Regions from separate parts of the Mus musculus genome. Here all the other regions are linked to region 1. Evidence: chromatin contacts called from public Hi-C data. All regions are on one chromosome and are shown on one strand. The core of a region is the stretch at or near the end of the contact, and the rest is flanking DNA. Distances in the headings are between cores, read along the strand shown.

What was found. A called contact is a pair of places that touch in the nucleus more often than the background predicts.
Region 2: a Hi-C map of bone marrow-derived macrophages shows a contact between it and region 1, with 14 read pairs. The contact joins two enhancer-like sites. A contact is called at or near these places in 1 of 15 datasets of contacts at CTCF or cohesin (pro-B cells), 2 of 484 Hi-C or Micro-C datasets (bone marrow-derived macrophages and nephron progenitors), 2 of 115 datasets of contacts at active chromatin or transcription factors (Th17 cells and large pre-B cells) and 1 of 9 other capture datasets (embryonic stem cells).
Region 3: a contact with region 1 is called in a Hi-C map of bone marrow-derived macrophages, with 11 read pairs. The contact joins two enhancer-like sites. A contact is called at or near these places in 1 of 15 datasets of contacts at CTCF or cohesin (large pre-B cells), 2 of 484 Hi-C or Micro-C datasets (the G1E-ER4 cell line and bone marrow-derived macrophages) and 1 of 115 datasets of contacts at active chromatin or transcription factors (embryonic basal ganglia).
Region 4: a contact with region 1 is called in a Hi-C map of cortical neurons, with 4 times the contacts expected there. The contact joins the promoter of 4933433G08Rik here to the enhancer-like site in region 1. A contact is called at or near these places in 1 of 484 Hi-C or Micro-C datasets (cortical neurons), 3 of 115 datasets of contacts at active chromatin or transcription factors (astrocytes, embryonic basal ganglia and embryonic stem cells) and 1 of 9 other capture datasets (embryonic stem cells).

Annotation. Positions count from the first base shown.
Region 1 is chr9:61,751,529-61,758,959 of GRCm38.p6, reverse strand. The region is part of intron 6 of Gm34828 (a long non-coding RNA gene); the gene reads left to right. Among named protein-coding and RNA genes, the nearest start is that of Gm34828, 67 kb to the left of the region's middle. Within about 2 kb of position 4,984, at least 70 of the 459 cell types and tissues checked have an H3K27ac peak or open chromatin away from gene starts, as enhancers often do. A contact at or near this core is called in Th17 cells, bone marrow-derived macrophages and cortical neurons, where this site is marked.
Region 2 is chr9:61,020,031-61,027,036 of GRCm38.p6, reverse strand. All of the region lies in intron 1 of Gm51680 (a long non-coding RNA gene), which reads left to right. Among named protein-coding and RNA genes, the nearest start is that of Gm5122, 6.5 kb to the right of the region's middle. Within about 2 kb of position 4,521, at least 83 of the 459 cell types and tissues checked have an H3K27ac peak or open chromatin away from gene starts, as enhancers often do. A contact at or near this core is called in Th17 cells and bone marrow-derived macrophages, where this site is marked.
Region 3 is chr9:60,950,456-60,957,266 of GRCm38.p6, reverse strand. No RefSeq gene overlaps it. Among named protein-coding and RNA genes, the nearest start is that of Gm5122, 63 kb to the left of the region's middle. Within about 2 kb of position 1,411, at least 1 of the 459 cell types and tissues checked has an H3K27ac peak or open chromatin away from gene starts, as enhancers often do. A contact at or near this core is called in bone marrow-derived macrophages, where this site is marked.
Region 4 is chr9:61,101,027-61,107,932 of GRCm38.p6, reverse strand. It overlaps 4933433G08Rik (RIKEN cDNA 4933433G08 gene), which reads left to right and starts at 2,547. Exons shown (of 2, transcript NR_105026.1): 1 at 2,547-2,779; 2 at 3,309-4,921. The region is part of intron 2 of Gm34004 (a long non-coding RNA gene); the gene reads right to left.

The DNA of each region.
Region 1 (7,431 bases), core at 3,735-6,234:
GTGTGTATAAATGGTCTGCTTCCAGAGATGGTGAGGTCAAGGATGTGACCATTGTGGGAGTAGACAGACAATCAATAGTTGGTACCCATCAAGTAGAGGAACACGAGGCCCCAAGGTTGGATGTGTCCTTAAAGGAGATGTTGAAGTTGACAAAAATGAGATGCAGGGGAAGCCAGAGGCTAAGGATGTGCTTAGTCTACAGCACACAGAGAGCTACAGGGAGAGTGGGCCTCTTGACAAGGGGTTCAGGGGAGCTGTGCTTAATTTTGCATTTAAAGTTTTTATTAGCATATATTAATTATACATACCTCTTGCTTTCGTTTTGACAACTTCGCACATATATATGGTATATTTTGATCATGTCTCTGGTCCCTGCCATCTCTGCTGACTCTTGTCTTTTCCAACTAGTCCCCTCTACTTTCGTTTTTACTTTGTAATGAACCAGTGGATCCAGTTAGGACAACTTACAGGAGAGTAGGCGCCTTGCCAGAGGCTACACCACTGAAGGGAACGTCTTTCCTAGGGAGGCAGAATCCAGTGTGGGGAGGGACAGCAGTGAGTAGAAATGATGCCCACTTCACCTCTTTGTCCTTGGTATATGGGCTGTGGGAGCAAAGCTGGGTTCTCTTGGGTGGGGCAGGGAAGCCAGACACTGGTTAGGACAGAGTTCAGATACACATCTGGAATATGGGCATAGCTGGTGATCATGCCTGGGTGCCTCTCCTCTCCTCTCCTCTCCTCTCCTCTCCTCTCCTCTCCTCTCCTCCCCTCCCCTCCCCTCCCCTCTTCTCTTTTCCCCTCCCCTCCTCTCCCCTTCCCTTTGTGTGTGTGTGTGTTCCTGTACATGTGTGAGTGGAGGCCAGAAGTCAACCTTAAATGTCATTCCTCAGGATGACTTCTGCTTCTTTGAGACAGGGTCTCTCAGTGGGGTGGAGCTTGCTGACTCAGCAAGACTAGTGAGTCCCAGAGATTAATTCACAAGCCTGTGCTACCACACCTGGTTCTGGGAATCGAACTCAGGTCCTCATGCTTGCAAGATAAGTCCTTCCCTGATGGAGTCATATGCCACTCACGCTTCTCTCTGCCTCCTGTCTCTGCAGAGTGACACTTGGCTTCCTTGTTTGCCTCTCTGAACGCCCCCCCCACCACCACCACCACCATGCCCCAGGTTCTACTCTGGACTTCTCTAGCTTACTTAGGCATTCTGAGAGCAGAGATGGCGGCGTTAACCTAGCTAGCTCATGCCAGTGGGGTGTGGCTCAAGATGGTTCACTGGTAACCTCACCCCCACCCTTAATTCTTCATTGAAACGAGATATTGGCTCAATAACAAATGTGCCTGACCACAAGGGCTCCGAGGATAGCGGTTGCCACTGACCGGGTGCTTGCTCCTTGCTGGCTGAGACCTGTATTTATGTCATTTCACACCTTTGCCCTCTCCCCGACAGGATTTTTCCCTTTTAATTTTAGAGATTAAAAACTGAAACTCAGAGATGTTAAGTGACTCAACAAAATTCTCACAGCTTGGGAGCGGCGAAGCTAGGATTAGAACCCAGAAGGCTTTGACTTCAAAGTCTACCTCTTGCCAGGAGTCTTATCTCTGAGAAGTCCATCCCTGACTGGGTACCAGATTGCAGACCAGGACAAATAGACTCCTTGGGTGGTCTCACTGGCAGAGGTGGCTGGGTGGGTTGCTCCCCCCCTCTTTAGCTTCTCTGGCTGGGGCAGGCCTGCATGCACAGCAACGGTCTCCAGGCAGCAATAGGATGAATAACTGATGGTGATTAGCTAAATCATAACATCGCTCATGCCACGCATAAGCGATGAGACAACCGGTGCCAGGCCTCGATGAGCGGCAGCGGGCACCCCCGCGTCGCCGCCATCCTGTCCCCCTTCCCGCCCCCCAGCCTGGAGAAGCCACCGCGGCGCCCGATGCCGCCCTGTGTTATCAGGCACATGAAGTGCCGCTTCAATGAATATAGATTGACCTTATTATAGCAGCCGGCTGCTGGTGCCAGGCGCAGCCAGGCATACTTTGCACAAATTAAAGGTGTCAGCATGTAATTTACGGTTCATGGAGGAGGAGAAGGGCTGGTGGGGGTGGGGGAGGCGCCAAGGTGGGTAGGAAGGAAGGTGGGCTGCGGTGGGGCTGGCACAGGGGCTCTCACACACTAATGACAGGAGGTGCAGCGGAGGTGTCATTTCCATCCCTGGCTTTGCTCATTTTCCCTATTCATCGCTCAAAGGTGGGGCTGCCCCCTCCTCGAAGTCCCCCCCCCCACCTCCGCACCGTGTGCATGTGTGTGTATTTTGCAGCTAAATTACTGGTTTTACCTGAAGAGCGTAAAGTAGGTGTGCTAATTTACGGCTTGGCAGATAAAGCCTCAGTATGGGGAGCTGTCTGGGAGGCCTGTAATACGACATCATTTGACTAACACACCCCAGAGCGACTTGACATCTCAGAGTTGGGCCTGTGATTAAAGTTGTGGCTTTCTTCGCCTCCCTCTCCCTTCTCCGACACGGAGAACAGATTAAACTCTAAGTAATAGATCTCGGGTTTCTTGCCATCCCACTGATATACACAGTACACAGTTTGACACAAAGAGTAAGTTATAGATCACAAACAACAGCCTCTGCCCTTCACCGCCCAGAATTAATTTCCCATTTGCTGAGCTTCCCTGTTCTGCAGGCCCATTTCCTGGTGAGCAGGGCCGGCTCCCCTCCTGCAATGGCAGGGGATACAAATGGATAGGGACACTTAGCTCTGGACAGGTAGCGTGACCCTAGAGGCTTTCAGACAGGATAGCTGAAGGGAAGAAGTGACTTCCTAGTGTCATCTCCTGTGTTTGGGTGGCTGGGTGGGGGTGCTCAGCTGGGGCTTCTGATTGACAGCTCTGGACCCTAGATGTGGATGGGGTCATGCTAAGGGGGAAGAAGGCAGAGGGGCTAGACAATGCCCTGAATGCCCCCAAGTTGCCATGTAAAACTGTCTCCTCCACCCCATCTGGGTCATGCTTAGAGGTCACTGATGCCTTCATTGGTCCCCAGGCTTGGCTAGTGTGGGTACCAGCAGGAGATGGGAGGACAGAGCTCTCTCAGATCTTTTCTGCTTCTCCTGAGTGATACCCCACCCTAGGAAGAACTGCTCCTCAGACGTGGGAGGGGACAGTCCCAGAACCAGCTCCTGTACCCCCTAGGACAACAGCTGGCAGCTGCTCTTTCCCTTTAGCTACCTCATGATCCCTTATGGTTCCTTTAACCCTGTTGGCCTCTGTCACAGCCTCTCTACTCCTACCTCTGCAGCTACACCATCTAGGGGAATTCTCCCTCCCATGGGGACCTGACTGGTACCTGGGGTACCTATTCTTTCCCTACCCTCAAAGACTCTAATGCCCCAGTCCTCTGCCTGAAGGTATGCAGCAAGCAGGAGGCATTCAGATCTCCATGGCAACATGCTGTCTGTTAGGCCATTCTAAGACATACCGCAAAGGACTTTATACATGGAAACCCCATTGTGGGCCCACGTGACACTACCTGGCTAGGCCCAGTAAGTAGCAAAAGTGTAAGGCCTGGAGATGCGGAACCCAGGTCTGAACTTTAGCCTGGCTATAGGCACAATGTCCCCTTCATTGTGTGTGGTTTTATCATTCCTGGTTCTCATGTGTGCATACACATATATACCTAAACACAAGGCATGCATATACACACACACACACACACACACACACACACACACACACACACACACACATAGATACACACACCACACATACATATATGCATACACAAATACATATCTAAACACACAGGCACGCATATATACACACACACATATATATATACACAAACACAACTGCATACACATATGCATACTCACCTATTTTACACACCATGTGCACACATGACTTGTATATCTTGGGGACAGAAGTTGAGGATGATCAGGGAGGAAGGTCCAGAAGTGGCAAGGGCTAAAGATGGCTGATTGGGCCAGGGAAATCAAGAAGGATTTTTTTTTTCTGGAAGAGGCAAACTGGTCCTGAGATGATTAGACTGCCATTAGAACAGACTACATGGGACCACCAGGTTGCATGGCGGTAGGGAAGTGCATTAAACGTACAAACACCAGGGCCTGGAGAGGTGTCTCAGTCAGTAAGGTGTTAGCTATGCCAGCATCAGGACTTGAGTTCTGATCTCCAGCACCCATATAAAAGCTAGGCATGGTGACACATGTCCAAAACCCCAGAGCTGGGGCAAGTGGGGACATAGGTAGGTCCTGGAGCTTGCTGGTCACCTGTCACACCCAGTCGACCGGACGATCTCCAGGTTCAGTGAGAGACCCTGTCTGAATAAAACAAAGTAGACAGTGGGTGAGGAAGACACCTGATGGGCCCAAATGCTTGTCTATGTGTAGACACATGTCTACAAAAGCAAGCTCACACACCTGTCTATACACATCACACACATCACACACACACACACACACACACACACACACACACACACACACACACACACACACTACAGATCAAAGCCTTCTCACAATCTTCCCGAATCAGGCCCGAATTGGGGGTCGCAGCCCTGAGAACCATGTTGTTTTTCTTCCAAGGGCATCTAGACCCCTCCCCTAAGCCCCACTGCACACTGGGAAGGACAGAAATGAAATAACAGAGGCCGAGGGACTTGCTCAGTGTCTCACAGCAATAGTTCTAAAGCCAGGAGAGAACTCTGTTTCTCTGCTCCCAGTACAGTGCTCACTAGGGACAACTACCTACTCACACCCCCACCCCCAGCTTTCCAGAGGACAGAGTAAAAACGAAGCTTCCCTAGAGACCCGGGCTCAGCCTCCTCCCCCACCCTGCAGCCGGTTCTCAAGATGGCAAGTGGGGGGGTGGATGAAGGTGGAGGCAAAGTGAGAACACGCCTGGAATAACACGACATTTAGAAGCATGAGTCACACTGGCACTTGCTGTTTTCTCCTGCTTCCCCCTCTGCACCACACACCCCCAGGCGCTCTGAGCTGTAGGAACACCGAGTCTGGACAGGGCTTTGGGGAACCTGCCTCAGGGCGCCTGCAGGAAAGAGAGGAGATGGCTCTGAGCCTGGCGCTCCGCCTCCTTGCTTTGTAACTGTCTGATACATTGTACTTCTCTGAGCTCAGCCCAGGACCTTCGGCATCAGGCTTTTCTGTTTCCTGGTGCCACCATCTTCCGCTGGTTCTTGACAAGCTCTCTCTTTCCTGCTGTTCTAGAGCTCTACTGCTCTGGCGTAGTCAAGGAGTCTCTCTGGTGCCTGTGATGGCCGGAGAAGGGAGGACCTGGTTGGGTTAGGGGCTGGGCAGGTAGTATGAAATGCTTCAGACTCCTTGTTGCCAGTCTCAGCTCAGGATCAGTCAGCCTGCTGCATGACTAACGGGGGGATGTGGGACAAGGACAGCCAGTGGTCCCTTGGGCCTCCTCAGCTTGTGCCCTTTGTCTTCACTGGAAAAGGTGACTGGATCTTCTTTAGGGTGTGCTGGACATAGGTGCCTGGGTCTTCCACCTGTACTACCTTGAAGTTCCTACATTGATAATGGAAGAGATGTGTGTGTGTGTGTGTGTGTGTGTGTATACAGACCCAGCCAGATCAGGCAAGCCTACTGGATCTCAGGTCCCTGCAGTTCAACAAACAGTCTTGGGCACACAGCAGGTGCCTGGGACAGATGCTGAATGGAGCCTGTGACCCCCTTGGGTCTTCTCAGTAAGCAGAAGGCTAAATTCCCAAAGTGGTACCTTTGGGCAAGGATCCTCTGTGAGCCAGGGCAAGGGATAGGCTAAGGAGCCCTGTCTATGTGTGCCCTCTGGGGTCTTACTGCAGAGTGATCCCCCCAAAAAACAAAAACAAAATCAAACAAACAAACACCCCCAGACACCTGCATTATATGTGACTCTTAACATTGTATTCATTGGGGCTTAGATGTGGGTGGCACACAGTAGGTGTGCAGTTCATCTAGGTGGTGGAGAGAAGTGAATGAGAAAGAAAAATAGTTGTTGGGGCAAGGTGGGCATGTATAGAGAGCCATTTTATAGATGAGGATACAAAGTTTTAGGGACAATGTAACCTTCCCAAGGTACAACCTGCCTGGTCTCCCCGTTGGTGCCTGCCTGTCTGTGTATAGTCCACATAATGGGTAAACAACTTGCTGGACCACAGGAACCCTTAGTGCTCCAAAAGTTTCCCCTCCTCTTCTTCCGCTCTCTCCCCTCCTCCCTCTTCCTCTTCTCCCTCTTCTCCTCCTCCGCCTCCTCTTAGCCTTTGGTTTTATCATGGTATTTTCAGAAGTGCACACAGGATATTTTGGTCATATTATTCTGACTTCACTCACTCTTGACTTCCACCCCAATCTGGCTGATCCCCAATTTCACACAGACCTCTGTCTACTTTCATATACTTTGTTATTGCACTAATATTATCAGTTGTGCATATGCCTGATTATGCAAAGCTGTCAGAGGACAGCTTTGTGAAGCCCATTCTCTCCTTTCATATTTACATCAGTTTCAGGGGTCAACTCTGGTTGCCAGGCTTGGCACACCTTGCCAGCTATGTATGTATTTATGTATGTATGTATGTATGTATGTATGTATGTATGTATGTATGTATGTGTGTATAATATATGTATATACATATATGAATATATATATTTTTTCTGGTTTTCACATATGAAAGAAAATGTATGATGTTGGTCTTTCTGGACCTGATTTGCTTCACTTAATATAATAGTCTTCAGTTTCATTCACTTTTTTACAAATGACATAATTCCATTCTCCTTTATAGCCAAACAATACTTTACTAAATAGAAAATACTCATCAATTTAGTATATACAATTTCCTTACATATCCATCTGTTTACGGGCATCTAGGCTAGTTCCATACCTTGGATACTGTGACCTTTAGGCAATAAATATGGAAGTGCAGATATCTCTGTTAAGTTGATGTTTATTCCTTCATATGCTGTCTTAGTCAGGGTCTCTATTCCTGCACAAACATCATGACCAAGAAGCAAGTTGGGGAGGAAAGGGTTTATTCAGTTTACACTTCCATACTGCTGTTCATCACCAAAGGAAGTCAGGACTGGAACTCAAGCAGGTCAGAAAGCAGGAGCCGATGCAGAGGCCATGGAGGGATGTTCTTTACTGGCTTGCTTCCCCTGGCTTGCTCAGCCTGCTCTCTTATAGAACCCAAGACTACCAGCCCAGAGATGGTCCCACCCACAAGGGGCCTTTTCCCCCTTGATCACTCATTGAGAAAATGCCTTACAGCTGGATCTTTGTGGAAGCATTTCCCCAACTGAAGCTCCTTTCTCTGTGATAACTCCAGCTTGCGTCAAGTTGACACAAAACTAGCCAGTACAGATGCATACCCAGGAAAGGAACAACTGGGTCTTGCTGTCCTTTAA
Region 2 (7,006 bases), core at 3,272-5,771, 730 kb after region 1:
CTTCCCGGTTAAGAGAATGAAACCTGAGACATCCATTCACTCAGGTCCCCGCTTCTCTTCAGCACATGGACCTACTGGAAGACGTGGGTAAGGATGCTGAATGCCTAGAGGCCAGAGAAGCCTGGCCCTCCCTAGAGAGGCTTACAATCTCAAATGAAGTCCCCGTTCCCATGAAGTTTTCCCACTGTGGACACAGAGCTTTCCATCCCTGAACTTCAAAGCCACAAAGAAAAAAAGAAAGACTCATGGCCAGCGGTGACACTCTCAGAACCTGACTCAGCCCTGACTCCTAGGAGAGATTTCCCTGCACTGATCCTGCGTAGCTCCTGACCTGGCACAGGCAGCTCTCCGGATAAGAGAAGGGTAACTATGAAAAGGACACCTCTCTCCTCCAACCACCAGCTCTTCTCCCCACTTCTGCCACATCCCATCCCCAGACGCCTTAATACAGCACATCTACTCTGTTGACACCAGCCCAAGGGGGGGGGGCGCATACATAGCACCCTAAAGCCCCAAGTATGCAGGATGCTGTTGACTGGCAGCTCAGACTGTTTGGTCCTAATGGAGGTGACAGCAAATGACCCTCCTGCTTAGAACTCAAAAATGGTCCTACACTGGCTGCCACCATCTCTGCTTAGGGGTCCTACACCATCCTCAGTATCCAGAAAATCCATTCCAGCTGTCCTAGCTGCTTCTTAAGATCCAAACTAATTGACTGATTGACAATTTCTCATGTGCTATATTAATTCATTCAAACTATAGACATATTCAACCCCAGACAGACAGACAGACAGAGGAGACAGAGAGAGGGAGAAGAGACTGAACTTACTATCTGTGAAACATTGTATTAGGAGAAGAATGAATTAAGGATGTAGCCTGAGGCCTGACCAAGGGTTCTATCAACTTCTTACAAGTTGTGATGATCACTGGAGTGGTTTGTGGGGAAGGTGTATACCGTTACAGTCCACTGTGAGTGGATCCTTTTAACTACAGTATAACATGAGTGGGTAGAGTGTGAATGCCCTGGAATCTCATCCAAAGACCATAAAGCAATCAGGAGGAGGCAAGCACCACAAGAGAAAGACTAAAGCTACATCAATGGGACTTAGTACTTAACATGGAAGTTCCTGGGGAAAGAAAGCTTCTCGATTCGCTCTTGGCTTTGTGGATTGTGAGACCACAGTGAGATTCAGAATGCTGGAGGAAGAAGGTTACAGCTTTGGTTTTCAGTGTAGTGTATCTGAGGTGACACTGAGACGTTACTCAGATGTTAAGCAGACACAGGGCTCAGACAGACATGGGGCTTAGAGGAAGGTGGGCCATCATCTATGTCAAAGGGTTAGCTGAAGGCCAAGGAGCAGGTAGACTCTGTTGAGAAAGAAGGATCTATACTCCGAGGAACTCCCAAAGGCCAGGGCCAAGTAAAAGAGGAAGAGGACATCGCTAAGGAGCCAGAGAGGCAATCGGAAAGAAGCTAGGCAAGCCACGTGTTCTCGAGCTCAGAGGATGTTAAAGATGAAGAGGTAGATTCTCCACACAAGATTGAGGAAGTTGGAGAGCGAGGTACTCATAAAGCCAGTGGCCCAGAGAGATGCTTCAGCAAGAATTGTTCTGGAAGACTAGCCAAGCTGGAAGCCATCTTCATCAAAAATGTCATCAGACTGAGGAGATGGCCAGGTGAGTGTTTGCTGTATAAACATGAGGACCCGGGTTCAAGCTCCTGGTACCCACCTAAAGAGTGAAGCACGTTCACCCGTGCCCATTTGTGAAGGGCAGAGACAGGAGGATGGCTCGCAACTTGCTAGTTGCCAGCAAAGCTCCAGGTTCAGTAAGAGACCTTGCCTTGAGAGACTGAGAGGGAGAGTGATAGAAGACACCCCTGCAGCCCCTACATGAATGCATGGATGCATGTATCCACAAACACATGTGGGCACACACATCAAGTCACATTACAAAGAAATATTCTCATCCCTCGCCTTTGCTAACACCCGTGCGTTTCACCTCCCAGGCACTTGGGAAACTGCAGTTCCTCCTCCCATTTGTTTTGAGATAGGTGACTCATTGTGAAGAATGGGTTGCAAGCAGAATCAATGGAAGCCACTCACAATAGGCTGAGCACTTAATTGCAGAGCCCGTCTGAGTTCCCCCTTCTGGTGAGTGACTGCCCCCTCGGCCTCAGTCCTCGTGAGCACGAGGGGCAGAGCCTCCTCACTGTGTCTCTTGGACATTCTGCCGCAGTGTCCCACCCTGAGCCCAGTCATCTGTCTACAGACACTCTCTATAGTAGCTTTACCCCCGAAAGAGGAAGGACCTCACATCTCAGAAAGGTTTGTGGAATACCTATGAGTTGCCCTCCTCTTCTGGGTGTCCCTGAACAACATCAGCTGAGATGGTTCGCAGACACGGATGGAGTGGTGACAGGCACGGTTATGAAGCTATGAAAGCAAGAGGCAGCAAGAAGAAAGAACACTGGCGAGCCTGCTGGAGATATTCTTCCTCTGGCCAGACGAGGAGTCAGTGTTTGCTCGCTATCGAGCTCTTTATCAGCCCATCTCTTGATTCTGTCCATACCATTTCTACTTATTGACTCTAGGATGTTGGTCATGATACCGTGCTGCCTTGAACCTGTGATCCAAGCTCTGCTCTCCTGTTTAAAATTACCCCATGGCCTCAAATTCTAAAGCAAAATCAGAACGTGTGATATACAGGCTTCTAGTTCCAATGCCCATAGAGGCATCACCAGTTAACCACAGCACTCTTTCCTATGAGACTATATGCGCCCCAGAACCCTGTGTCACCATGATTGTCATTGTCATTATCACCACCATTGTCACCATCATTATCATCATCACCATCATTGTCACTATCACTATCAATCATCATCACCATCGTGGTCATTATCATCTTCATCACCACCATTGTCACCATCATTATCATCGTCACCATCATTGTCACTATCACTATCAATCATCATCACCATCATCGTCATTATCATCTTCATCACCACCATTGTCACCATCATTATCATCGTCACCATCATTGTCATTATCATTGTTGTCACCATCATCTTAGACTTTTTAAAAATTATTTTGAGGTTTATTTTATTGTGCGTGTATGAATGTTTGTCTGCATGTATGCATATGCACCATGGCTGTGGCTAGTGCCCCTAGAAGCCAGAAGCAGTCTTCGGATCCCCTGAGACTGGGGTTATGGATAATGGTGGGTGCTTGTCTTAGTGTTTCATTGCTGTGAAGAGACACCATGGCCACAGCAAGTCTTGTAAAGGAAGACTCCGGAATTGGGGCTGGCTTAGAGTTTCAGAGGTTTAGTCCATTATCGTCATGGTGGGAAGCATGGCAGTGTGCAGGCAGACACGGTGCTGCAGGCAGCAAGGAGAGACTATGTGCCACACAGCATAGTGTGAGCATATAAGCCCTCAAAGCTCATCTCCACAGGAACATACTTTCTACAAAAGCTCACACCTACCCCAACAAGGCCACGCTTCCTGATAGTGACACTCCCTATGACCAAGCACTCAAACACATGAGTCCATAGAGGCCATTCCTATTCAAACCACCACAGTGTTGGAACTGAACCCGAGTCCTTGACCAAGCACCAATTCATTGCAGTTATTTTCACCATCAAGTACTTTTGCTTTACCATCCTAAGTGTCTTCGGACCCAAGCCCCTGACCGTGTTACAGTTACATTGAATTCGTCATTCCCCACATGGTTCTCTGCACCCTCTGGCACCTGCTGCTCCCTCCACCCCATCCCTCTTCCCACTCAGATTCCACCCTTGCCGGCCTTAGAGACATTGCCTAGATGCCCAGTCTATGGCTATCCATGCAACCCTGGGTCCCAGTGCCGATTTATGGTGGATGTCATGCTGAGATGGTACCCGTGAATGACCCAACAGAGATGGGGTCCCAGTTCCCTGAGAGCAGAGACATATCTCTCCACACACGTGTACACACCACACTAGCAGTGCCTGTGCCTGCACACATACACAGACACACATGGACAGATTCACCTTCCTGTCTCTGGAGCAGAAGGACACTTGGTTCTGCCTTCAGGAAGGGCCATCAGACACCCGCAGACAGACTTTCCCCTGTGTGTGTGTGGCTCCAAACCTAGGCTGTGTTTCTGAAGCAGAAAGTGAGAAGAAACTACCCTTGTGATTGGGAGCCCTCAGGCCACGGCCACTGTGTGTCATCTAAAGGAGAACTGAAACTCAGAGTCCCAAATAGAGAAAAGAGAAGCAACGCGGCCAAGCCTGCCCATCCCCTCAGCACAGCAAAGTAAATCCAGTGGTTTGCTCCTTTTTTTTTTTTTTTTTTTTTTTTTCTGCTGTGCTAGCTGTAGGGCTGTAGGATGAGCAAGCCAGAAAGTTCACTGGGGTAATCCCAACACAGGTCACTGGCCTCTGTCTGGTGACTTCAACAGGATCTCATAACTACTCCCCAACCCCTGGCATCCCTCTCCTGGCCTTTGCTTCCCTCTGCTAGGTCCAAGTCAAAACAGTTCCCCTACTAGAGGCCTGGCCCAGCCAGCCCATCACCAGAGCATAGGGCACAGGCCAGAACCAGAGCTTGCGACATGATTCACTTTGTCTGTGGACAGATTGATGCAACTGTGGGTGAGAAGTCGTTCTTCAAATGGAAAAAAAAAAAAACCTGGCTACAATGCAGGGAAAGGTGGGGCTGGGGCTGTATCGGAGCTGCAGGGGCAAAGCTCCACAGTCTCCCCCCACCCCCCCACCCCCTACACACCCCCATCCCAGGCTTGGGCTTTCAAAAGCAACCCTGCTGAGGAGTGTGTATCTTCTACCTAGAAAGATACATTGGGTGAAGAAGGAAAAAGCTCTTGGGTAAAGGGCCCCAGCAGAATGGAGCTCTCTCCCTGGGCAGCCAGCATGTGGCTACACATGATTCTGTTTTTAAATTAGCGCATAATGTGTTAGAAGCCAGTAGGATATCTTCTAACAAAGTGTGAGTCCCTTCCCCTCCCAACCACACTAGCAGTTCCTCTTCCTCCCTTGTGGCTGCCTCTGATCTCTTTCCCCTTTCAAGCGCCAAGTGTCCTGACCCCCGTCCTTTCTCATTACCTAATATTACTTCTCTTGGCCGTCTCTCTAGACTTTTAGATTTTACCCATGCGAATGCCTGTGCATATGTTCACATATGAAGGAAAATGTGTTTTCTGTCTAAGTTTGGGTTTAGCATTGTTTAGCGTTATACTTCCCAGATCCATCCATTTTCCTGAAAATTCTGTGACATCATTTTTCTTCACCACTGCATACTATTTCATCATGTATATGTGCCAGATCCCCATTATCCACTCATCGGTTGATGGACGCATAGGCTGGTCACGTTTCCCTGTTATTGTGAACATAGCAATGGTATGCACATAGGCATGCACACGAGTGTGCAAATGTCTCTGTGGTAGGATATGGAGTGCTTTGGAGTCTAGGAATGCTAGAGCCAGGACACATGATTGTTTTATTTTTAATGTCTGGGGTTTTTTTTTGTTTTTTGAGAAAACTCCAAACTGGTTTGCACAATGGTTGTGCTGACTTGCACTCCTGCCAAGAGTAATGAAGGACCCTTCCCTTCCTCTCCAACCTTTGGGGTCAGATTTCTTAATGGTATCCCTTCTGACTGATGTGAGCAGGTGTCTCAAAGAAGGGCTTTTTTCTTTCAAGATTTTTTTTTGTTTGTTTGTTTGTTTGTATGAGTATTTTGCCTGCATGGATGTATATGTACCACATGGGTGCAGTGCCCGTGGAGGCCAGAAGAGGGCGTTGGATCCCCTGAAACTGGAGCTGTACTCCATTGTGAACTGCCGTCTGGGTGCTGGGAACTGAGCCCAGGTCCTCTACCAGAACAGCAAGTACTCCTAAAGTAGTTTTAACTTGCCTTTCCCTGGTAACGAGGGATGTTGAACACTTTTTAAAACACTAATTGGCTATTTGGCACAGTGTCTTGTAGGAGGCTAGACAACCCTGAGCTTATGCTGAGCGCTCTCTGAGTGCTCTTCTCGTACCTGAGCTGAGCACTGTGGGGTCGTGGTGCTCACTACCCTGCCCTAACGGCAGCTATGCCCACAGAGAAGAATTCCCAGGGCGCAGCAGCCACCCAGGGAATGCACTGAGCTACCCCAGAAACCCCAGCAGTCCAACAGCATGTGTGCTTTGGCCTGACTTAGGAGCACACCTGCACTGGTGTTCTTCATTCAGGAGAGCTAGCTCTTACCTGCCCACAGGCACTGAGCCATCCCACTGGAGACGCGACCCCAAGCCAGTGAAGCCTGCTCTCTGTGTTATGCCCTCTCTTCCAAAACCCACACCCGCACACCCACAGCTAAAAGACCAGATAATGATTCTCATGGCAACTCCCGTCATGTGCTCTTCTCCAGTCTTCCTATCCCATGCCTGTTCGCACCATGGAGCAGTCTGACAAGGGCTGGGCTGCCCCTACAGAAGTCACCCTGCCTGCCGGCCATTCTGAGCTCCAGAAGCCTCACATATCTCCACGCTGTTCGACACACCCATTCCATGCGTGAAGGTACAGGAGGTCACCTGACCTACTAAGGATATTCACCGAGGCAGGCTTGAAACTAAGACCCAAGTCTCTTCCCAAACCCAACCCAGAGTCTCTGCCAGGTACCAATCACCTACCCAATTTCTTCCACAAGCTCATCTGAAGTAAAGGGCTGGAGATGAACCTTCCAGAAGGGAAAAAGGAACATGCGAAGATAGAGAAGAACCAGCCACTCTCTGGATCTGCAGGTCACAGAATCCACAGGAAAACACTCCACTGTCTCTCTTGTTCAGCCTGGAGGCCCCAGGATTGCAAAAAAAAAAAAAATCAGTTTAGCCACTGACGTGCAAGCCTGACCCCTAGTGACCATAACCTCAAATTGCATGCCCCACCAAGTGGGCCTGTGAGGTCCAGAGGATTGGCACTCATTTGGCCAGCAGAGACCTCAGGATGGTGCCCCGCCTC
Region 3 (6,811 bases), core at 162-2,661, 800 kb after region 1:
GAGAGTATTTACATTATATTTTTATATTGATTTCATGAAAATGTTTGCCTTCGTTGTGGTAAAATCTTTAAGTGTGCATGTGTGTGTGTGTTTGTGTGTGTGTGTGTGTGTGTATGCAATGTGTGGGCACATGTTTGTGTGTGCATGTGTATGTACTTGTGCATACAGTAGCCACAGGTCAGCAGTGGCTATCTTCCTCAGCTGTTCTTAGTTTTTCTGCTGAGTCAGGGTCTCTCACAGGTTAAGGCTGACTGGCCATGGAGCCCCTGGGATCGCCTGTCTCTGCCTCCCAGTTCAAGAAGTGCAGAACGTAGGCCAGCTTCCCTGGCTTTTTATGTGGATGCTGAGGGTCCACACTCAGGTCTTCTTGCTCTCATGGCAAGAACTTTAACCACAAGCCATCTCTCCAGCCCAATGTTCATCTTCACCAAACTTTATTCTGCTGGCAGTACTTCTCTAAGGATTAATAGATAAAATGTGACTGTAACTGCAATGGAATAAACTATGGTGTGGTTCGATTTCTAAAACATGATACTTTGAGAGTTGAAAACTACAATTTTTTTTTCAAATATGATTTCAGTCAGTTATCCACTCTCCCAAATTTTCCTAATTGCTAAAAAACTAAGCAGAAAATTAAACATGACAATTAATGAATACAAATTATTTTTATTTTGTATGTGTGCAAGAGGAGGGGGTCCAGGAGAGCCATAGTGTGTGCCTGGGGCCAGAGGACAAAGCGTAGCCGTCAGTTCTCTCCTCTACCACGTGGGTACTGGGCTTGAACTCAGGTCCCCCGGCTTGGCAGCAAGTGCCTTTACCCACTGAGCCCTCTCACTGATCCAATAGCAAAAAGAAAAAGAAAAAGAAAAAGAAAGCAGCCATTTCTGCAGCTTTTGGATTGACTTATTTTTAACTTTCATTTTTTACTGAAACATATCCTCATACAATACATTCTGATCACACTTTTCCTAAATCCTCCCAGATCCTCCCACCTCCTGACCTACCAAGCTCCGCGCCATTTCTTTCTCTCTTTAAAACAAATAACTCCCCCCACAAAAACCTACAAGAAACACACACATACAAAACCCACGGTGTTGAACAGAATACAAAAAGTGCCCAAGCAAAGCAAAATGAGACCAAAAAAAAAAAAAAAAAAAAAAAGTCTGCAAAAATATCATTGAGTCTGTATTGTGTTGCGTATCCTGCTGGGCATGGGGCTTGTCCTGAAATGTGGGTAACATACCAAGTGAGAGCCCGTTGATGAAAACGTAGCAATGACTGTTAGCCCTTGTCCACGTCCCCTCTCAGCACTGGGGCCCATCTGGCTTGAACCCATCTAGGCCCTATGCAGGCTGCCCCAGTCTTAGTGGGTCATGTGTGCATCAGTCTGGCTGTGTTTGGATGACTGTTTCCTCTCTGGCTCTACAACTTTTTTGCTTCCTCTTCTGCTTAGCTCCCTAAGCCCTGGGAGAGAGGGTGATGAAGTCATTTCATCTAGGACAGATGTTCCAAGGTCTCTGACTCTCTCCACATTGTCCAGTTGTGAGTCTCTGCGTTAGTTCTTATCTTCTACAGGCAGAAGTCTCTCTGTTGATGGCTGAATGAAGCATGGATGTATGGACACAACAGAATGTCATTAGGGGTCATTTTATGGCAGTTTTCCTTTAGCAGAATAATGGTGTTTGGTTTTCCCTACATCTCTAGACTATTCAGCCTCAGTTCTTGGCCACCCATGCAATGTCAAGCACAGATTCTGTGGTAGTTTGAATATGCTTGCCCCAGGGAGTGGCACTATTAGGAATTATGGCCTTGTTGGAGTAGGTATGGCCTTGTTGGAGGAAGTGTGTCATTGTGGGGGGTGGTCTTTGAGACCCTCCTCCCAGCTGCCTGGAAGTTAGTGGCCTTTGGGCCAAGATGTGGACCTCTCAGCTACTTCTCCAGCACCATGTCTGCCTGCATGCTGCCATGCCTCCTACTACAATGATAATGGACTAAACCTTAGAAACTGTAAGCAACACCCAATTAAATGTTTGCCTTTGTAAGAGTTGCCTTAGTCTTGGTGTCTCTTCACAGCAATAGAACCCTAACTAAGACAGGTTCCATTTCATGAAGCGGGCCCTAAATACAATCAGTTGTCCTTCCCATGTCCTCCTTCCCTCTCCCTTCCATCTCCTTCCCCATTTAGCCCTCCTGCTCTAATCTTCCTATTTCTACATAGCTATATATTCTATTTCCTCTTTCTTGAGAGATCCACCTGCCTCACCCACCAACCCACCTACTCTAGTCCCTTACCAATACTTAATTTCTGTGATTATGTGAATTATAACATGCATATTGACACTGAAAGCTAACATCCACATATAAGATAGCACAAATCTTAACCAAAGGTGCTTTTCCTAATCATTGCAAATTCTCAAATTACTATCATATATTAAAGACTTGGATACAAATAAGGGAACTCACAATTCTAACACTTGATGCCCATCTCATCGACGATAGGACATATCACATCCACCACCGCTTGAGCTTTGCAGATAGATGGACATTTGAGAGCAATACAAATTGTTCCCTGTTGTGATATTTGCTGCAGTGTGGGCTGGTACTGTGAAAACCATGTTAATTCTTATCTCCGGAGCCAGAAACCGGAACATGAAGAGAAACAAGAAAATGAATGTTTGGCACAACTGGGAAGCAATAATTTGCTATACAAGAATCTATTGCGCTCAAGCTGAGAAGAAGGGCGTGACAGGTTAATTAATTCGCCTTTCCTCTTATCTGCTCAAACGCTCTCAGGAGCAGTGTCTGTCCCTGCTGCTGTCAGAGGTGCATGGTCCCCAGTCATCACACGGTTACATTGGGTCTTCTAAGACCCAGGGCCAGGTGCAGAGGGTGTGAAGAAAGCTTTCCCTGAACCTGGCTGCTCAGAGCCACTGGAGCTTGTTCTGAGAGACAGATGGAGCTAGGCCTGTCCTGAGCAGCTCATCACAACTGGCAGAGGCCCTTGTATGATGTGTGCGTGCATGTGAGTGTGGTATGTGTGTGTGTGTGTGTGTGTGTGTGTGTGATGTGTGTTTGTGCATGTATGTGTATATGTGTGTATTTGTGTTGTGTGTGTGTATATATGTGTGTGTGTGTGTGTGTGTGTGTGTGTGTGTGTGTGTGTGTATGTGTGTATGTGTTTCAGGCCTATGCAACTACACCACTATAGACCTATAGACACCCGAGAGACTGAAGCAGGAGGATTTTGAGTTCAAGTCTTGTTTGGGCTATAAAGTTCAAGACCATTGTGAGAAACTGAGACCTTACCTCAAAATAAAAAGTAACAAGAAGGCTGGGCGCAGTGTAGAATGCACCAGGCATACGGCTCTAGTTTAACCCGCAGAACTGGGAAAACAAACACAAATTCCCACGAGACATGTATGAACATCCTCAAGCTCTCACATGCACAGAAGCACATTATGTATGACATCCTAATCTTTATCTTTTTACTATGAAGTGGGGCACAGTCATTCACTTCTGTAACTCTGTTGCTCAGGAAGTCAAGACAGGAGGACTGCCAGACATTGAGGGCTAGCTTAGGCTACTTACTAAGTTCCAGATATGTCAGAGGTACAAAACAAGACTCCATCTTAAACAAAACAAAACACAAAGTCTGGGAATGTAGCTTAGTATACATGACTTGCTTATCCACGTGCAAGGCCCTAGTACAGCACACACACACACACACACACACACACACACACCTGAATAATGGTAATGTGACCTTTCCAATTATGGACACATGTCAGATGGAGTTCTCAAATATGAAATTTCTACCCCAAACATTATAATTGAATTCCCATTGAAGCCATGGTCATCTCCGATCCACTGACATTACGCTCAATATTTTTTTATACCTTGCTGCTCAGAAGCCACTCATTTTGCCATGTCTATAAATTAATTTTTGAGGGTGTCAATCAACTTTCTTTACTCCAGATTTCATTATTTAAATTTTAGGCAAATAACATTGTTTCAATGTGCTTGTCTTTGTAGGCTTGTCTCATCTGGTACTCACCTTCTATCTATGGGAGAAGTCTAAATGTTTCCATTAAAATAAGATTACATGCACTAGAGTCTGAGACAGATGAAAAGGGATCCATTGAATGAGATGGTGGCACAGTGATGTGACGGTAGTCATCCACTAGTAGCCACATGACCTGCCATCCAAACTCAACTTGCTAAGTTCTAAGGGAAATCAGAGCCATGGGGGTGTCTACACCCAGGAACAGGATGCTAACATTTCCTCCTGGAAGAGCAGTGCACATGGACCTAACATGGAATCCCTTAATGCCGAGGCCACAGAGAATGCATGCAGGGGCATCTTGAGACACAAACAAGGGATCAGTATTTTGAGATAACATGTGTGCAGCAAATTTAAAATGCTTCCTGAGGGTCCCAGGTCTGTGTCCTAGTTGGTAGAATGCTTGTCTAGCATTCTCAATGCCCCGAGTTTGAGTCTCAGCACAGCCTGAACTGTGTGTGGAGTAAGCCTGTAATCCCAGAGGGAAGAGGTAGACAGGAAGACCAGAGTTCAAGGTCATCATCATCTACAAAGAAAGTGCAGGATAGCTTGGGCTGGCTTTTTATAATGTGTACTTCCTAGACTCTGGACTACAAGCAGGCCAAGTGCTTCCAGAAGCTGAATACAAACCAATGAGCATCTCAGTGGCATTGCCAAGTTATCATCCTCCACTATTTTTCAAGAAATGGGCCCCGACTTTAAAATAGTAAGTGAACAATAGAAACCAGAACACCATAGGGTCTACTCAGCTCTGTATTTCATCCCACCCCCCAAACATCCATGATACCCAACACTCGGAATCTGCAACTGCTCCTTCACCATGTATTCTGATTTTCTTTTCCTTGCTGTGAGAAAACACTGACCACAGGCAACTCAGGAGAAGAAAAGATCGATTTGGCTTATAGTTCCAGGTGACAGCCATCATTAAAGGGACGCAGGGGAGGAACTGACGTAGGAACTTGAAGCAGAAACCACGGAGGAACATTGCCTTCAGGCTTACTCATCAGCTCATGCTCAGCTAGATCCTTACATGGTCCGAGACCACCTGCATAGAGAATGGTGCCACCCACAGTGGGCGGGGCTTCCTACACTAATTAACAATAAAGACACCCCTCCCCTCCAGGCATGTGCTGCTGGCCAATCTGATCTGAGCAATGCCTCAGCTGAAATGCCCTCTTGGGTGGCTCTAGGTTGTGTCCAGTTAAAGTGAGCGAGGGCACACTGCAAAGGGACCTTGGCAAATGTGATGACGTTAAGGACACTCCCCCCCCACACACACACAAGTAATCACAAGTCCCTATAGAGGGGTACAGGGGTCAGCAGAGGGGGATTTGATTACATAGAGAAGATAGACCAAGTGAACCCAGAGCTAAGAACTGCAGCCATGGGAAGCTGGAAGAGCCAGGGTAGCCAATGCTCCCCAAGAGCCTCGTAAGGAAGCACCCAGTAGACACCTTAGAAAACTCAGCCCACACTTCTAGACTCAGGACTATGAGATACCAAGTTTCAGGTGCCTTGGAGTTCATCTTGCAGCCACCACAGGAAACTAACACAGCTACCGATGTGGGCAGAGGTCAAGAGATCCGCACAAGCTGTGGGGGCAGTGCCAAGTGCCCTGGAAAGCTTCGGGGCTTTGAGCTGAGGCCTCCTAAATGCAAACAGCTTGGGAACTATGGATGCGGCCTGACCGTGTGGAATGTATTAAAGACACAGAGGCCAGAGACAGGGAACTCTGCCAAGCACTTCTCGAAGCAGCTCAGGCGTGCAGGAGTAAGAGCCAGGCCCTCGGGATTAGCAGTGGAAAGGGGAGAAAGGACCCGCACAAAAGAAATTTCAAAGGCAAAATTGATGGGGCTTAGTGAAAGACTGAAGCCAGCAGATGAGGGGGAGATTCCTTCCAGCTGTGAGAACAGCACTGGCAGCAGGGAGGAAACTGGGTGATGCACAGGCATTTGTAAGTGTTTTTAACAATACCCGGAACATCTAGCCCAACTCAGAGCCGTGGTTTGCACTGCTCCAAGAGTCTAGGAGATAGCCAGTGGATGGCCATTTTGCAAAGCTGTAGGAAAAGCACCGTTGCCAGGGCTCCCGCTGATAAATAATGAAAGAATTTTCTCCAATCCAACCTCCTGATCTCTCCTTGCCTAAGGGCTGCAGAAACCTAGATTTTTAATGTGGGATTAGGAGGGAATCGGGTAGAGAGAAGCACGGCATTGGAAAGGCAAAGGAAAGGAGAAGACGCTTGCTGGGATTAAATATGCCACTGACATTGCTATTGCGTTGGCATCTTGCTGGGCCACTGGCCAGTACCCACCAACACCTGGACCTGAGGGTTTGCCTGCAGAGCCCACTGTTCTCTCTTGGTGGTATCTCCTTTCCCTGAGGTCCTGGAGAAGCAACATTTTAGTCAACATCACAAGTGCCCTTGGTATGGTGGGAGAATACAAGGCAAGGAGTCGGAAGGCTGACACAGAACTGGATTCTAAAAGAGCATTTGATCTGGGCTACCCTAAAGCAAGAGCTGTGTACAGTAAGGGGCAGGGCTCCAGAAAAGACTGCCATCATCCAGCAGGCATAGCCCTGGGGTCTAGGAGATGGTGAATATCAAACCCTCTAATTGGAAGGTGTCAGAGCTCAGAGTTCAGCCTGGCTTGGTAACTGGGAAAGAAAAGAGAGAAGGGCCTACACCTGCCATGCACTACTTATGGTTCATCTCCTGTGTGCAGGCACCTGTTAGAGGCTCAGGATACC
Region 4 (6,906 bases), core at 1,298-3,797, 650 kb after region 1:
AAAACACATACTTTATTGGTTTTTATACGTTGAAGTTTAGACAGACCAAATTCTGTCATATGGTATCAGTCACTGTTTCTCTTTGTGCTGATAAAATGTCTGGGAGAAGCAGGAAGGGTTGACTCTGGATCACAGTTTGAGGGTACACACGGTTCACCATGGAGGGTAGACATGGCGGCAGGCATGTGAGGCAGCTGGGCACAGAGAGAGACGAGGGCTGCTGCCCAGCTTGCTGTCTCCCTTCTCCTTCAGGCTGGACCCCAGCCGGGGGCATGGTGGCATAATGTGTGCCCTTGCCGCCTCAATTAACTTAATCCAGAAACTCCCTCAAAGACATGCCCAGAGCCTGCTTCCAGAGTCGAGCTAAGCCATGTCAAGCTGACGATGAAGATCAGTTGTCACAGTCTGAGTTGGTGGCTTTCCGGGTTTGGAAGTAGAGTGGGATTAACAGCAAAGGGTCACAAGGAAATTTTTCAGGGAGAGAAATGCTCTGCTGTGGGTGGTTATAGTAACAGTAGTTTGTTTTGTGTGTGTGTGTGTGTGTGTGTGTGTGTGTGTGTGTGTGTGTATTTAACAGTGGTGATATGTACACAGTCAGGAGTCAACAACATTTGAAATGTGTGAATTTTACGAATGGAAAGTACACTTCAATACTTCAATAATTTGGTTAACAATAAAGGGCTGATGTCATGGCCAAAGGGGCTTCCCACAAAGCCTGAGGACTGTCTATCTGACCCACAGGATAGAAACTGAGTAGCAATTCTTGGGAGTTGTCTTTTGACTTTCACCCAGAAGAGGTGTGTGTGTGTGTGTGTGTGTGTGTGTGTGTGTGTGTGTGTGTGTGTGTTTGTGTGTGTGTGTGTGTGTGAGAGAGAGAGAGAGAGAGAGAGAGAGAGAGAGAGAGAGACATAAAATAAATCTAAAAAAAAAAGTATAGTCAAGCTGGGCAGTGGTGGCGCATGCCTTTAATCCCAGCACTCGGGAGGCAGAGGCAGACGGATTTCTGAGTTCAAGGCCAGCCTGGTCTACAAAGTGAGTTCCAGGACAGCCAGAGCTACACAGAGAAACCCTGTCTCGAAAAACCAAACCAAACCAAACCAAACCAAAAAAAAAAATATATAGTTGAAACAAAATTTACTATTCAGACACTCAATTTTCAGCTCAAAGTTCAGAAAGGCAACATCACAGTTAGTGACCATTACAAAATCAAATGTTTATGTGTATGATGGGCATGGGTGTTTTGCCCAAATGTGTGTCTGTGCACTGTGTAGGTACCTAGTGTCTGAGGCCAGAAGAGGGCATCAAATCCTTTGGAACTGAGACTAGAGATGGGTATGAGCAGCTGGGGATAGAATCTGGGATCCTGGAAGAGCACTCAGCTCTCTTAACTGCAGAGCCACCTCTTCCAGCACCTGGTGGCCATTTTTTAAAAAGTGACCACAAAATAAATCCCCATCAGCAAGCAAGATTCACTTACATGCACCCACACGAGATGAGAGCCAGTTATTAATAAGATTAATTTATATGTACCCACATGAAATGAGAGCCAGCTATTAATAAGCTAACTTGTGTGCATCTTAATATTATTTCTGTGAAAAAAGCACATATGTTCTTAAATGCAGTCAATAAATAAATCAAGAAAGTACACAGATGCATCCACTGAGGACTTCCCTGGGAAGGAACTGGTGCCGCAAAGTGGGGGGACACCACAAGAACTTTAATCTCATGCTTTCTTCACGCTATCTTATCTTTTTATGAGTGTGATTTAGTTTTGGAATTAAAAGTTTCAAAAACAAAATCAGCTCATCCCACTCCTTTGTTCCGAGCCATTCTCTGAGTCATCTCTGCTCACGAGAGCATGGTTCTTAGTTTGGCAGGCAGAGCGCTCCGTGCTCCACTTTAGTTCAGCAGCCTGCTCAGTCTCTATGGGGGCACTGTTTCCACGGGGGTCTCCTGGTTCATTCTCACAGCCTCCTGTGAAGTGAGCCCAGAGGCCTACCTGCCGCTGCAGCCCTAGTGCCAGACGCAGAGTCTGGCCCGTGGTGAGTGCCCCAGCATCAATAGCAGAGTTACCAGAACACCTCACATCACTTTCTATTGCCAACCTCAGATTCTGAGTAATCTCACCTTTCGGATCCACCCTGTGAGGGCACAACCATCAAATGAGGAAGTGGGAAGAGAGAACGAGATGCAAGGATGATAGAGACAACAGCCCTACCCTTGTGGCTGTGGAAGCTGAAGGTCTTAATTATGGGAAATAGAGCTTCCTAACCAGGCCACGTCTCCTGGGCATCTGCCGAGCACGACATGGCTAGAGAGGGTCACACCAGGATGACCTGGGGCCTGTGTGGCCAGGCTTTCCTGTTTGCTCTGACATTCTCCCTTGTCCTGCATTTCTAAAGACCCCCTGTGAGGCCTCTAGCCACTAAGATCTCTGGATATTAGCCACAGGCTTCTCTTCTTTCCTCCTTAAATACAATTCCAGAATCTTCTTTGTCCCTATTCCAAATTCTATTGCCAAATCTAGAATCTGGGAGAACAGCACTCAATCCAAGGGCATCTTTGCTTAAACAGAGTGACTTTCCCATGGCAGTGAGCAGAAATTTCTGCGTGTCTGTCCATTCTCTTGTTTTCTCCATGGATACAAGGTGTAACTGACTAACTGACCACAGCAGCTCACAGTGCTAACCACTGAGCAACAGCATTTGATGAGCTGAGTTGTGTGGCTAGCTTGCTACCACCAGGCCCCAAGTCCTGAGCCCCAAAGGAAAGGGAAAAGGTAAATGCTTTCCATATACATCCTCCCTCAGTTGAAAGGCTGAGAGCGCCCAGACCACAATTGGAGTGATGGCCTTAGCCCAATACAGACAGAAGATCCCCAGCTAGGGCCTATGTCTTGAGCTGCACTGGCTGACTGCTGCTTCTAGGCGACTCTTCTCACTACTTCAGACCATACTCCTGGGAATACTAAGGAAGAAGGATTGTGGGAATGTCACAGAGATGTACAGACAGAGGCGGGAGTAAGGTTTCAAGACCTAATAATTTATGGACATAGAAATCTAGATGCTCGGGAGGAAGACATTTAATAAATCCATCCCCGTCAATACTATACAAGACCGGATTAGAAGCTGTCCCTCCAGAGAAGTATGGGGCAGGGACCACCTGGGGGCTTGATTGCTAGGGATCAAATGAAGAAAGTCTCAGGCACGAGGCACACCAGGGCCAGGTGGGGAGCCTGGGAAAATGACCAAGAACGGGACATCAGGACTAGAACATGTTAGTAACAGGAAACAACTCGGTCTTTTCAGATAACACTGCGACAGACAGAAGAACACAGCGGAAGTTAACAAGTGCCTCTTCCAGCACAGTATCTCCCTCTGAAGCTTCCCACCCCTTCAGAGGACAACTGTGCAGAAGCCCACAGTGGGCCTCTGTAACAGCCAGTCCCAGTGCCTAGGTAAACCAAGCACCAGGCTGAGCATGCCTGGGCACCTTCTTGTCATGTCTTATTTACCATGAGCAGTGAAACAAGGGCTCTTGCCATTCCTACCTGTTGGGTGTGAAACAGAACCCACAATGTTGAACGACTTACCCAAGGTCACACGGCCAGCCAGAGAGGAGGTGCTAACTCAGATGCATTCAGGTGTGTTGGAGAGACACGCTCCCCACGTGATCATGTCTGAAAGGTGAAAGGCCCTGGTAGGAATCAAGAAGATGACAGTATAAACGTGCAGATTGGCAGCCTAGACAGGCTTGAGGGACATCTAACCCAGCAAGGTCATGAATGTTAGCATTGTAAGGTCAAGACAGAGCATGGTTGCTTATATTCTCACATCAGCTCTTTTGAAAAGGGACTAAAAAGTTCAGAAAGGTATGGGTTGAGGTAGGGGATTCGTTGCCAGTGATTCTCAGGCCCGTTCCACATTAGGCTATATAGTTGTCACTTTGGGGGTTAGAGACAAAAGTGGCACGTAATCAGAGGCTGTGGAAGATGCTGAGGACTCCAGAGGTTGGCATGGAGGCAGGTGGACTCTCCATTTGCAGAGGAGATGAGCTCTGCCTCTAATGCATCTTTGCAACATCAATGCATCCCTGAAAGTGTTCCAACTCAATCCAGGATGTTCCCTCTGGCTCCCTGAAGTCATGCCTGCTGTCCCCACATTGAAACACGTAGCTTACATAGACAGCGCCGTTACCTCCCACCTCTGAACACAGTTGGAACCGCTCACAAAAGACTTGCCAAAGACATGGGTTGACCTGTTCCTAAGATACAGGGTACAAAGGCAGCTGTCTATGCAAGTTCACAAATGGCTCCCAAGGGGTCTTGGCTGGACTTAGGGCCCTACATCTGACTGGTGGTTGAACATGACACACATTTACAACATGGAGGGAGATGGCAGGACATCACACTCTCAACACTGTGACAAGGCAGTGTCAGAGTTCGGGCACGGCCTCAGTATTCACACAAAACCCAACTTGCACTTGGAACAGACAAGAGCTTCTCATCCTTGCGAACAGCCCCGTTCTCCCAGACCTCCCTTCCCAGTTTCTTAAAGACTAGTCTCCATGCCAACTTAAATATTGCATTTGGTTGGGAGAGAAGAAACCGCGAGCCCAGAATGGAAGTCAAATTATTCCACAAATATTGCTTATTTAAATAACATTTTTAAAAATACATCATGTTCAGTGGTGAAGAACTACTAAATTATTGAATTCCCCGAAGCATCCTACAGGCTTTCAAGTGGCTCATGAAGCCCTATAAAAGAACGTGATAAATAGTCAAAAAGGAACGCTGGGCTCCACGTCAGGATGCCTGGATGAGCCAACGTAAAACATCTTCATGTAAGCTTTCCACTTAAACCGGCGATTAAACAGATTAAACAGATGATTAAACAAATAAAGATTAATGAAACAAGTAAAGTAATCAAATCTGTATGGATGTATAAACGAACGATTCCCAACAATATTAGAACAAATTGTCTAAAACTAATAGGGAAATGCGTCAGCCCGGTCCCAACAGCTTTTGTTGGGCTCGCGCTTGGATGTAATCAAAACATTTGTTTAAACTAAGATGGATATGAGGCGCTAAGATGTCAGTTTCTTGAAAGAGAAAAATAAAACAAAAGCAACGCCTTTGGTGAGGAGATTGGCACCAGCGACAGGCCTGCATTGCTGAGGGATCTGTGAACGGAGCAGGGAGGGAGGGCTCTGTCTGCTTTTGAAAATAGGCTGTGCGCAAATAATTAGTACCAGCAGGCCGGAAGAAGCCAGAGGTAGCTCGATGCTTAAGAATTTGAGAGGAAGAGAAAAACTGTTCAGATGTCCAGTCCTTTAGAAAGCCCTGTTTAATCATCAGCCATTGATACGCTAATTAAAATGTGGGCTTAACCCCGCCTTTTCCCTGAGAGCAGGGCTATTCTCCCAGTACTCTGAGAGAGAATAACTTGGGGTTTCTTAACAAGGATGGCCTATTCATGTATTTTTCATTAATTAAAATGAGTGAGTTGCTTTAGGTTTTGTTTTTGTGAGTTTTCTTTTTTTTCCTGCTTTGGATAGATGCTGCCTGACTATGGAGTTTCCACTGACAACTCGCTCGCTAATTCCTTGCATGGGAAAACTACATCTTTGCTGTTCGTAAGTGTGGTCCTTTGAGCCAGCAGCATCCAGCAAGTCACAGAGGCCCATTAAAGATGCAGATCCTCTGGCCCTGCCCCAGGACTGCGGCTTCATGGTTTTTCTCAAGGAATGTCTGAGAGGGACTGAATTGCATGTCCAAGCCACAGAGATTCAGTGGGTAAAGAGACGAAAGTGTCTTTTCCTTTAAGGTGAAACTATGTAAAGAATACTTTTGGGGGTGGGGTTGGGGGAAACAGTGGTGGAGGCACTTGGAAGAAGGGCCAGTCAGGGGAGCTGCTGTCAAGTGTCCGATGGGGCCAATGGCTTCTCCTTGGCAAGTGGAGCTGCCACCTGCTCTGGCTGGGCATATGGGCCATGTGTGTAGATGGGGCAAGCAAGAGAAATGAGATTTTCTCAGCAGAAGGTGTGAGTCATGAGTTGGAAGGCAGGGGGTCTCAGTCAGTAAAGTGCTGGTCTTGCAACCATGAGAATGGAAGTTTGATCCCCAGCGCCTGTGCATAAGAATAAGAATGAGCCTCAGCTGCCAGGTTTAGTGGCACAGGCCTTTCATCTCAGCATGGAAGAGGCAGATGCATTTCTGTGACTTTGGGGTCAGCCTTGGCTGCATAATGAGTTCTAGGCCAGCCAGGGCTACATAGTGACACTCAGTCAAAAACACCAACAATAACCAACAACAAGACCCCCGGAACATGTTTGTAACCCCATACTGGGGAGTCAGAAACTGGTATTTCCCTGGGGCTCACTACCAGCCAGGGTAGCCTTATTAACAATACATAGCAAGGAGAGAACCTATGTCTAAACTAAAGGTGGATGGCTCTTGAGGAATGATACCAGAAGTTGTCCTCTGGACTCTCTACTCACATACACATGCACCATTACATTCATGTGCGCGCACACACACACACACACACACACACACACACACACACGCAAGAGCATGCAAGCATCCACATGTACGCACACATAATGTGAGTTATTTCCTCTTTGTTATTGAAAACTCTACTGGACACCTCTCGGAACCCACAAGCTGCCGCTGCTTCAGAGAAGCTGGGTTGTGGTGGTCCACAGCCCTCAGGATTCACTCTCTCCATCGTCCTCCCTCCTGCTTCTCTCTCAGCCCCTATTTCATGCCATCTCTGCAATCCAGATGCCTCTCTATGTACAAATCACAGAAGCCAGCTCACCCCAAACACCCCCAAACCTCTATCTACTTAGAGACATAGTCTCTGAGGCCAAATACTGAGTCTAAGTGGGAACACCAAGGGCAGC